Linked DNA regions of Podarcis muralis: region 1 is linked to region 2. The links are chromatin contacts, called in public Hi-C maps. All regions are on one chromosome and are shown on one strand. Each heading gives the region's core, a stretch centred on a gene start, on an enhancer-like site or on the middle of the called end of the contact. The rest is flanking DNA. Distances are from core to core; before and after follow the strand shown.

Evidence for each region. Hi-C and Micro-C count contacts between places; a contact is called where the count stands out from the background.
Region 1: a Hi-C map of tail shows a contact between it and region 2, with 4 times the contacts expected there. The contact joins the promoter of RMDN2 here to the promoter of YIPF4 in region 2. A contact is called at or near these places in 2 of 3 Hi-C or Micro-C datasets (blood and tail).

Annotation. Positions count from the first base shown.
Region 1 is chr3:40,288,511-40,294,352 of rPodMur119.hap1.1, forward strand. It overlaps RMDN2 (regulator of microtubule dynamics 2), which reads left to right and starts at 2,807. Exons shown (of 10, transcript XM_077925696.1): 1 at 2,807-3,103; 2 at 4,535-5,001. The coding sequence starts at 4,547.
Region 2 is chr3:40,124,828-40,130,576 of rPodMur119.hap1.1, forward strand. YIPF4 (Yip1 domain family member 4) reads right to left here and starts at 2,607. Exons shown (of 5, transcript XM_028724277.2): 1 at 2,321-2,607; 2 at 1,199-1,361. The coding sequence starts at 2,426. NLRC4 (NLR family CARD domain containing 4) reads left to right here and starts at 4,985. Exons shown (of 5, transcript XM_077925693.1): 1 at 4,985-5,749. The coding sequence starts at 5,634.

The DNA of each region.
Region 1 (5,842 bases), core at 1,557-4,056, 160 kb after region 2:
TCTTAACCCGAGGTACTATTTCTGGGTTAGCAGAGTCTGTAACCTGAAGCGTATGTGACCTGAAGCGTATGTAACCCGAGGTACCACTGTATAAGTAAAAGCAGCTATGATATATTTCAAGAAAGAAACCCACTTCATGGTTTATTCTACTTCTTCCCAAAATGTTTTGTAACTGATACCTGTCTGGTAATAAATCACACTAACATGTCCTACAAGTTTTTCTAAGTGTGTATATTGTGAATAGCATAATTAATTAAGCAAGATCTGAATGTGTGTGTATAGATAGATGATAGAGATATCAGAGAGAATAGTACTATTATTGTGACAATGACAACACTCACTATATTTGCATCAAAAATATCCTAATAATCTTAGAGTATCTATTGCTATTTAGGATGTAACAAAAGCATAACAATTCCAAACTGCAAATCACTGGCAGCTCCCAGTTTTACCTTTGACCAAACTACACCTTACATTAGACATACAGTCTAATGTACAGTCTAGGTACTGTAGAATTCTTTCTAAAAAATTTCAGAGCAGCTATAAGGGGCCTCCATTGCACAAAATGGGGGCTAATTCCTCTTCTCATACCATAGTCCTGATGAAACCACACACCCATAGCTTCTATTTGGCATGGGAGTGAAGCAGCCATTCTCGGACTGATAAATCAAAAACTTTGTTGAGGAATAGCAGGAAAATCAAATGCCCTATAAGACTGGGAGTGAAAAAGGCAAGCGTGCTCCAAGTTCCGACCAATTTTGCAGAAAAAGTCACCACATTTTGGGGACTTTTCCACATGCTGAAATTACATATCCAATGAACCTTCAGGATTGGTGATGGTATTGTTATTGTGCTTTCTTAAATTCAGTGCCAGAAGTAGATCTCCTTGCAATACAAGAGAGGAACAGTAGGCTGCAGAAGATAGCCACTGGTGAGATGTTTCAAGAGTGTATTGCAGTGTTTACCTGAGTTCAGTCTCCTTTGGAATGAGGTCACTGAATGTGGACTACACGATTCTCCCTGTCCCCATTTCATCATTGCAACAACCCTATGAGGTGGATTAGACTGAATGAGATTGATGGGCCTAAGTCCACCCAGTGAGCTTCATGGCTGAGTAAAGGTTTGAACCAGGCATAGGCAAACTCCGGCCCTTCAGATGTTTGGGACTACAATTCCCATCATACCCTAGCTAACAGGACCAGTGGTCAGGGATGATGGGAATTGTAGTCCTGAACATCTGGAGGGCCAGAGTTTGCCTATGCCTATGTCTGAACTTGAACCCTGATCTCCTAGGTCTCTCCAAGGCTAAACTCCCCCACCAGTCCTGCTCTCCACTCTCTTTTAGGGCTTTTGCCTGGCTGGAATGTGTCCTTCAACAGTAATAATGCCTCTTTCTTGCCTGGCTGAAGGATGGTAGGGCTGTGTAAGAAATGTTCTAGTTCACTTGAGAATAACTTTGGGATATCTTCAAGGACAAGACAAAAGGTCATTTTCCAAGGAGCGAGTACATGATAACTATAAACCGAGTCGCTTCAGAAATGATTAGAAATAAAATGCAGCCAGTGCCTCCGAGACAGACTGCACAATCCTCCTCAGTTGCATTTTCTTAACTTATCGCATGGATTTGAGAATCCATGCGATAAGTTAACACAGCCTTATGTATATGTGGTGCCCAAGTACATAAAGTAGATCTTTATCATTATTTACTAGACTGCTCATTGTATTCTGAACTAAGGACAAAGTTTATCGTGAAATTGTTAAGTAAGATACCTGATGATGATCCAGCAAAAATTGCATAGTTGTTGTCCAAGTGTGACAAATTTGTGACAGAGTTAGAAGATTTGCAGTGGCAGCCCAAAAGCTGAGGAGAAATTTTATCGAGGCTAATACGGTAAATGCAATTATTTAACTGGATGATTTAATTTAGAAAGTTATCTGGATGCTTTAAAATGTATTAAGTTTGCTTAACCACTTGTATTTTGATATAGATTTTCTTTTATTCTTTTTTAACCTTTGCATATTATTGGTATTATTATATTATGTTGTTATTGGTATTTTGACATATTTTAATATAAAGGAATACTTTGGTGCACACTGCTCTTCAAGATTTTATCAGTTTATATTATTTTCCTTGTCTTTGGTTGATATGACCAAGGTGGTCGAAATAACAATCGATCCCGTGTAGGTCTACTCGGAAGGAAGTCCCTCGAAGTTCAACGGGGCTTACTCTCAGGTAAGTGGGCACAGGTTACCTGGGAGTTAGCCTCATTGAACATGGGGGAAATTGCTCTGAATAGACCTGCACAGGATCAGACCTCTGAACAAGACGCAGAAGAGCGCAAAAGGATGATCTCGCTGGCAACTCACCCTGAGCACAGTTTTCTCAAGGCAACTCCCGGCAGCAAAAATAGGGGAAATGCTTAACCCAGGACACTGACAAAACAACAACACCACAAAACAGCGGCTGCATCTGCGGGGACTGGATCCAATACATTGTCTGGTGCGGACAAGTTTCTCCAATATTTGGACTCCAACTCCCATCAGCCGCAGCCAGCACGGCCAATGGCCATGGACGATGGGAGTTGTAGTCTAGTGAACATCTGGCGGGCCGCTGCTTTCCTGGGACTAACTCTGTGGGAAAACCTTCACGAACCGAACCGGAAGGATAGGCTACTTGTGACCACCATACCCGCCATTTCTCCCGCCCTCCAGCTGGGAGGCAAGCAGAAAGTCGCGCGCCCCGCGCCGCCCCCCACGCGGGGAAGCAGGCAAGCAGGTAGGGCGCCCGCCCACCAATATCCGGGTCTCGGCATCTGGGGCCGCCCACTGAGCTGCGGACGCCGCCTCTTTTCTGTGACGGCTCGGGAGCGAAGGAGGTTGAGGCAGCAACTTGGAAGCAGCTGAAACAGCCTCGCGGGGGGCTGCCTTGGCGCGGAAGAAGAGCTGACGCTGCAAACCCCTCCGCAGGTGCCCGCGGCGCTCCAAGGAGGAACTGGGTGTGTGGGGCACCTGAGGGTCATTCTCCCCAGCTTCCTCTGGGGCTCGGTTCAGGTCCTGCCTGTTTGCCGGCTGCTTGCTCAAGGGAGGCGAAGCGACTGCCCAGGTCAGTTCTTACTTCCTAGCTAGGGCTGCTTGTATTGCAAGAAGGCTGCATGCGCCCCCCCCCCCCGGGTTTGAAGCACATCTCCCTCCCGCACGCCCCCCCCCGTGCCAGATTTACGTATAAGCTATAGCTTAGGGCCCCACTCTCTTGGGGCCCCACTAAAAATTTTCCACTATTAATAAACTTCTTAATTGTATTTCAGTTCAACAATTACTTTGATAAAATGCATATTTTGTCATGTGCAAATGGCTTTAGGTCCATAAATTGCCATATAGCATATATTCAACACAAAAAACAGGGACAATTTGTTGTTGACAAAGGACAGCGGGACATATAAAGGGCCCCATTACCTTAAGTAGCTTAGGGTCTCATCAAACCTAAATCCAGCCCTGACGCCGCACCCTCCCCACCCCAAAAATGTTTTGGGGGAACTATAGTTTTCCTAGCCCAGAGCTACAGTCCCCAGCACCCTTTAGAAACTACAGTTCTCAGGATTTGTGTGTGGTTTAAATGGGTGCTGTGCGTGCAAGTATCCCCATTAGCTGTTATCATTTCACTCCTCATCAACAATCATTTACTTCCAGAGTTTGCTGAAACTGCGCAACTGCTATCTAGTTACAGAGGTCAGCCTTCACAGTTGCCCAGTTTCTCCAATGCCAGCTGCCTCTGTGACTCTCCCAAATAAAAACCAGAGTTTACTGGAAGTAGATTTCATCGGTTTCCAACAAAATTGGTACGTAGAAGACGGGACCGTTCAGTTGTCGTGTTTTTCTCGGTCGTGCTGAGCCTTGGGTTCCCTCTGACTTTTCAATTATATATTAGTTTTGTAGCAGACTGCATCCCAAAGGCTCTGGGCAGAGAATGCAGGTATTAAAAGACAATAGAAACGCGAGCCACACTTCTGAGCAAAATTAAGTGCACTTAATCATGTTGCCTGGTGCTCACCAATTATACTATTGATTTTCTCGTCCGTTTGCTAGCTGAACTCTGAAAGCCAACCAGAATGGCACATGTCTTTAATATGGAACTAGAATAATTGCTAGTTTGGGCGTGGATCGGGAGTGATGATGAAATTGATGAGGATGATGCAAAACAAATACTAAAGATATGCTGAGCTTGGTAGTACCATGCAGTGATAAGGGCAAAGTTCGAATGGATTGTTCTTCAAAACCCGGATTGGTTTCGAACAATACAAACATTGCTTAGAATGCAAAACAGCCCCATTATGCAATTGTCATATGAAGCTGTCCCACATTTATTTCTATGCAAGCATGTTCGGGGTTGTGACCTAAATGCCTCTTAACCAAGAATCCCTGTATAACTGGTTTGTAAATGAAGCTGTCATCTCTCTATAGCCTACATTGCAGTAGCCAGGAGTTTCGCATGCAACGTTGTAAACCCAGTTTTCTTATGGCTTTTATATCATTTCAGAAGAGAAAAGTCATGCCTTATCCCGAAAGCAAAAAAATATTATTTGGCCTAATGGCCGGGGCTGCTGGAATAACCTTGGGCCTCATTTGGTATCGAAAGACACAGAAATGCAGTAAAGCCATGTACTTGCCTACCTTTTTGAATTCAGAGGGCAGTTTTGACTTGGTAAATTTTCCACATGAAACTCATAACGAACAAGGAACCGTGATGCTACTGCAAGGAAGGCAGCTTCAGGTACTGGAAAAAATGAATGGTTTAATAGCAACTGTGGAAGAACTTAAGAGAGAAGTAGCATTTCTGAAAGAAGCAATTCCAAAGTTGGAAGAACTTGTCCGGGATGAACTCCAGGGGAGAACAGATTCTCGCAGGAGCAGCCCTTTGCACAGAGGAACAAAGAAGAGGAAGACTGAGATTGGCAAAGCTGTGTCAGATACCAACAGTTCTGAAGAAGCAGAAAGTGAAGGCGGGTAGGTATTTATGAATTATTTCAGGTCCATCCCAACCTCTAATAATATATTATTACATATTTATTAATCACTATTTTGAGTGTAAGTAATTTGCAAATCCACTCTCTAGATCATGGCTTGTTAGAGCTTTACCTGTAGTTATCCAAACAGCAGCTCCTGGTTCAGTTATAATGGCAATTTGCCATTGGAAACAGAAGCAAATGTTTCTGATCTCTGTGGCATTGCTGAAGGAAAAAGGGAGTGGGGTACGAGTCTGAGGCTCAGTCGCTTCAGGTGAAGCTGTGGTGGGAAGTGCTTAGTTTTAAACCTGAGCTAGCTGCCCACCCCAGGGCAGGGGGGAAGCAATATTGGAAATCAGTGGCAGGTAAGCTGCATTCTCAACATTTTATTAGTACTATTATTATTTATTACATTTGTTAGTTGCTTTATCTTGCCCAAGGCAACTCGGAGCAACCCAAAAATCCAGCCAGTTTGCATTGCATGAAGTAGCCCAAAATCTTTCAAATATCAGTATATTTTAGGAAAGCCTATGGCAAAGGGATGTATTGCCTTCGCTCTTGCAAACGCGCCCTCAGTTTGGCTTTTATGTGGTTGTTTTCAAATATTACGCACTAGTTGTGCTCCTTGGTTTGCTTCAACTCCAGAAACCTTTAGCATTGCAGCTGAATAGAACTTGTGCTTCTTGCTCTCCTCCCATCTTAAGAGCTGTTAACAATGGAAAATACAATTCCTTTGGTGAAACATTATCCCTTCTGCTTTTGTGTCGGCACTTCTGCCGATAATATCTAATACTGGGTCGCTCCTGTATCACTTTCCAGGGCTGACGTTGCCTGGAAATGGT
Region 2 (5,749 bases), core at 1,357-3,856:
TTAAATTATTTCTTTGTTTGACCCCTCAGAATTACTCCTCCTCATAGAAATAAACATTAAATTAACAAGTTACCTTTTTGTGTGTGTGTGTGTTCTTCACTCCCCTTCAAAACAGTGACCAGGATACATGCCCCCTTTCAATGCAGTGACCAGCGTACATGCCCCTTACAATGTAGCGAGCAGGCGGGCGGGAAGGTGACGCCGGGACGGTGTGTGACTAACGCACGCACCGCCCCCATGCGATGTCACAGCCAGTACAGTGGGGAGTGTCGGGGCGCACAATGCGCCTCCTCCCCTCGCTAGTATCCACTCCGCAGCCGCGGCAAAGGTGTAAAAGAGCCACATGGGGCTCAGGAGCCGCGGGTTGCAGACCCCTGGTTTAGGTTTAGTAAAATGTTGTATTATAACTGTATTATGTTTTGAATTTAATTATATATACAATGAATATTTTTATATATTTGCATTCTAGTCAGCTTCTGAAATGAAAAGCATAGTAATTACTTTCTAATACATTTTTAGTCTGCCCTTTATCATCATCAATCTCAGGAAAGAACCTATTGACTCCTTACTCTGCTCTTAGCCCTCAGGAAAGAAGACACCTTAGCAGGAAACCTAAGGAGGCAAGGCAACAAACAGCCCACAACCATGGTGCTAACAAAAACAGAGGTGCTTTCATTAAGACAGAGGCAAAAGTGTAAAATTATGGTTAGATTTAACAAGCCACCTTCAGCTACATTTTGAAGTTGGCTTCTTTGAAATTAAGGCAGATTAGAGTTAGGCACAGTTTCTTCCTCACAGAACATGGCAAATCAGTTATGGAAAAGCAAGAACTTCTGAAGTCCTTTTCCCAGCCAAGAAGAAGAGGATAGGGGAGTGCAGAAGCCAAAGATTCATTGCTGCTTGTTCCTGCTCATGCATATCACAGTAAACTACAGTTTAGTGTAATGGGAGAATGTGTCCACTATGAACAGTGATGAATTGTCTTGAATTCTAACCTTTACTTATAATGCAAAAAAAATCTCTTGAATGAGACACAAATAATCTGTGTTTACACTTTATTCAAGGGTCTGTAGTTAATGAAGAGTTAATGATTTTCCTATTGCATCCTTGTTCACCATTTACACACAATACTGACCTAAAGCAAGTAACCGCTTCAAATACAAAATTAAACTAAGACTCTCGGAGTAATGTTACTTACAAAAGAGGTTTATTATCTTCAGGGTCATCATCTTCTACTTCCAAAAGCCAGCCATATCCTCTCTGCCTCAGGAATGTAGTTGCAGTAGATTCTTTGATAAATTCCCCATTTCCTCCACCAAGGTTGAGCTTCACATCTGCAGAGGCTATTGAACCACTCAGATCTTGACAGGGAAAATGACACATTTATGAGAAAGCTACCAAAAATACAGAATAGGTGGTTATGCATGAGTTTCGATGCATATATTCCACAAAAGTGGAATATACTAAAATTATAGAAAAGATTATTATAAGAGATCATTGAATTATCCAGGATCTAACATTTTGTCTCTGCTCCCCGCAACCCAACAAAGTGGCACATTGGCTAACGCGCTGCATATTGGTTTTTTCTGCTGGTCTTAAGGACCCCTGTCAAGACTGTACTGCCTACTGTGCCACAATCCCAATCAACAAAGGAGGTTGATGTGGGCAGCTAAATCAGATACGCTTCATAGTGCTATCTGGGCACCAAAGAATTTGGCAGACCACTGTCTAAATAGCACAGTGGTTCTTGAAAATACAGAAGTCGGCCTTCTCAGATAAGACAGGATGTGTGAAATGTGCTGCAATATAGTCGTCCACGCACACCTAATCCATTTCTCCCCAGCACAAAACTGGTCATTCCCAAAGCACAAGTTTCCATGGCAGGATTTGCCCGCTCCAGACAATCCTGTGTGCAGGGTGAGGCAACCAAAAGCAGGTAAAAGGAAGAAGCCTCGAAGATGTGGGTGGCCTGTCAATCTCACATACCTATTTTATTTAGCCCTCCATTCATTTGCCATTCAAAAGCTTGCATGCACCCCCACCAGAAAACTCCCTCGCCATCTGCATCTGCTTCTTTTTTTAAGCGGGTCAAACACGCCCCATCTGCACGCAGGTGCCTTTTGCCACGCAAACCCTGTGACGGGGGCCAGAAGGCGGAGTATTTGCACTGGATCACATTCCCACACCCAAACAGCAGAAAGAAGCACGACGGCACCCGCTTATTCAGCCTGGCAGCCCCAGGTATGCGGCTGCCGCCCCTGACGCAGCTCCGGGAAGGGGCGCCCTTTTCCTTCCCACTGCAAGACCCCCCCATTCCTACCTTCGGCGTCGGCCGAAGAGACGAAAGTGAAGTCCCCGTTGTTGGGCGCGTAAAGGGGCGGAGGCGGCGGGGGCCGTGGGGGCTGCTGGGGGCCCGGAGGCTGCATCACCCCGCCCGCTTAAAGCCTCGAAAGCCGGGCCCGTCGAGCGAGCGACACCACCGGGAAGCCCGTCGGCAGCAACCCGGAGAAGCAGAGCCGAGCCAAAGCTGCTGCTGCTGCTGCTGCTGCCACCGCAGCCTCCTCCGCCTCTTCCTGACTGAGGGACAAAACAACAGTGAGGCCGCCCTTCCGAGTGGGCCTCAGTAAGGCCCTCTCCGATTGGCCGGGATGAAAAGCGCTTCCTCGTTGCCGTCGCCTCGCCCACCTCTGCGGCAAATCTCATTGGTGCGCGGGGCCACCGAGCCCAGTGATTGGCTGAATGGGAGCTCGCGATGAGGAAGGGGGAAATAGATTCGATGTGGACGATTGCGAAGAGGGAGGGGAGGATGCGAGCGCATCCGGCCACGGGAGGCCTAACTCCGCCTTCCTCGGGCTCCCGCCCCTATAGCCCTGCAACTCGCGCGTCATTGGCCACGCCCACGCCTTGCATTGGAAAACGCCTGACGCCAAGTCAGACCAGCACAGCTAGCTCAGTGGGGTCTACGGCGCGCTGACTGGCAGCCGCTCTCCAGGGTTTCTGGGGATTGCCCTACCTGGATATGCCTAGGAATGAGCCTGAGGTTTTGTTGGAAGCCGCCCAGAGTGGCTGGGGAAGCCCAGCCAGATGGGCGGGGTAAAAACAAATTATTATTATTATTATTATTATTATTATTATTATTATTATTATGTCTTCCTTCTGCATACAAAGCAGATATTCTGCCACTGAGGTACAACGGCAGGCTATGTTTTCTACCTTTGAGTATCCTAGGTTCTCTTTCACACCTGGGCTGTACTTTATACTTCAGCCTTTGAAGCCTTGTACTCAGCAAAAACATCATCACATATGTGAAAAGGGAAAAAGGTGGGGGGGGACCAGCCACACACGGTCACATAAGTGTGTCCACAATGGAGTAGCATGCAAATTTATATTGGTTCTCCCCCCCCTTTCCTAATGGATTTTCCACAAACAGGGGAAATCCAGTTTGATTGGGGTGGATTCTGCCACTTAGATAAGGACAGACGTGAAAAACGTGCATACATGGGATGCATCCAGTCCACTCCAAAATGATGTGTGTACACACATCCTCTCTTTGCTCCCAGCTGGGTGTTTATAGTGGGATTGGTGCTCATGCATGCAAGTTCTTTCCTGCATCTATACTATGTTGTTGGCATCAACACTCCCCAACTTAATCAGAATTTAGCCCTTTATGAGGGAAATCCAGTAAGTAAAAATAACTTGCTAACAACACATTTGCAATTTAGGGTGCTGCTACAATCTGGAAGCTCTCCCCCACCCCCCACTACACAAACAACATGAGTCTATTTCGGTCTAAACCCTGTACACAGCAGGGGACAGGTGGAAATTGCAGAGTTATGAGAAACTTAAAAATAAGGTGCGGGATTGGTTACACTATTTTCAAATAAGAGAGGCCTTTAATTTGGACAGGAAAAATGGCTTCCAGGTGGAAAAATCAAAGTTGGAAACAGAATTGTTAGAACCCAATGCTAAGATATTGTCAAGAATGTATGATTTGCTGTTGAAATGGAATACTGAGGATGAAACGGTTAAATCGGCTATGATAAAATGGGCACAAGACATTGGTCATAACATTATGTTTGCTGACTGGGAACGGTTGTGGACCACCGGTATGAAATTTACGGCATGCAGTGCCTTAAGAGAAAATATTATGAAAATGATTTATAGGTGGTACATGACACCAGTCAAGCTTGCAAAAATTTATCATCTGCCCGATAACAAGTGTTGGAAATGTAAAGAAACTGAAGGAACATTCTTTCACCTTTGGTGGACGTGCCCAAGGATTAAGGCGTTCTGGGAAATGATCTATAATGAACTGAAAAAAGTATTTAAGTATACTTTCTTGAAGAAACCAGAGGCCTTTCTCCTGGGCTTAGTCGGCCAATTGGTGTCAAAGAAGGATAGAATTTTTTTTATGTATGCCACAGCAGCAGCAAGAATACTTATTGCAAAGCATTGGAAGACGCAAGATCTACCCACTCTGGAAGAATGGCAGATGCAAGTAATAGACTATATGGAACTGGCTGAAATGACCGGCAGAATCCGAGATCAAGGAGAGGAGCAGGTGGAAGAGGATTGGAAGAAGTTTAAAGTTTATCTACAAAAACATTGTAAAATCTATGAATGCTGAGGGCATTAAAAATGAAATGATGGGGTTTAAGTGGCCAAGATAAATAGATTATAAAGAGAAGGATAAAGGCTTAAGATGAATAGTTAATGATCTTGCTGAACTAATTTTTAAATTGGAATACAAGAAGGGAAGGCGGGTGGAAGTAAATGAGAATAAGGTATTGAAAGTTATCAAAATGAAAGAGTGTTCTTTTTATACTAAATTTTTTTGTTGTTGTATTTTTCTTTTTCTTGGGTGTTTTTTCTATTGAGATTTTTTGATGTTTGCTGTTGTTTTTCTTGTGGTTTTCTTTGTTGGGTTGTTAACTTTTTTGGAAATCTTTAATAAACATTATTTTTAAAAAAATAAATAAACCCTGTACACAGTGACTTGATAATAAGCACATTTAATTCACTGGGACTTAATTCCGAATAGGCATGCTTAGGATTGTATTGTATTTTATTTTATTCAAGTTGGCACCCTTGATTGGAGCTGAGAGTCCAGCAACATGGTTAGTTTATATTCTTGCAATTTAGCTATCAAATAGCAAAGTTCATCACCATTGTATTAAGATGTTCCTGCAATTGTTATTTTTCAGGTGCTGCTTGACAAATGTCTCAAGAACACCTTGATTGCTTGGTTCAGGATTTAGCTGACTTTTATAAGAATCCATTATTTTAAAATTTTCACCTACTGCGTGAATAAATTGACATCATTTTTTATTTTACAACTACTTATACAGATACTTTGCTTTGGAGGCTAGGACAGCTGTCTTTAAATGCCCTTTTAGATGAACTAGAAGATGGCTCATTAGGGCTGCCATACATCCGTAATTTCCCGGACATAGCTGGGATTCGTCTGCCAAAAGTAGCGTCTGGGTGGAATTTTCTAAAATCAGTTAAAATGTCTGGCATATGGCAGCTCATCTCGGAAGTCTTGATTTTTTTGGTGAATTTTCTTTAAAAACCTTGGGTTTTTTTGGGAGATTTTGCAAAACAAAAACAAAAACTCAACAACTTTTTGAAATATGGCAACCTGTATAATAGAGGGAGAAGCTGGCAAAGGAAAAACAACTCTCCTCAAAAGGATTGCCTGGTTGTGGGCTAATGGAAACCAACCTTCGATGAGAAAATTCAAGCTTGT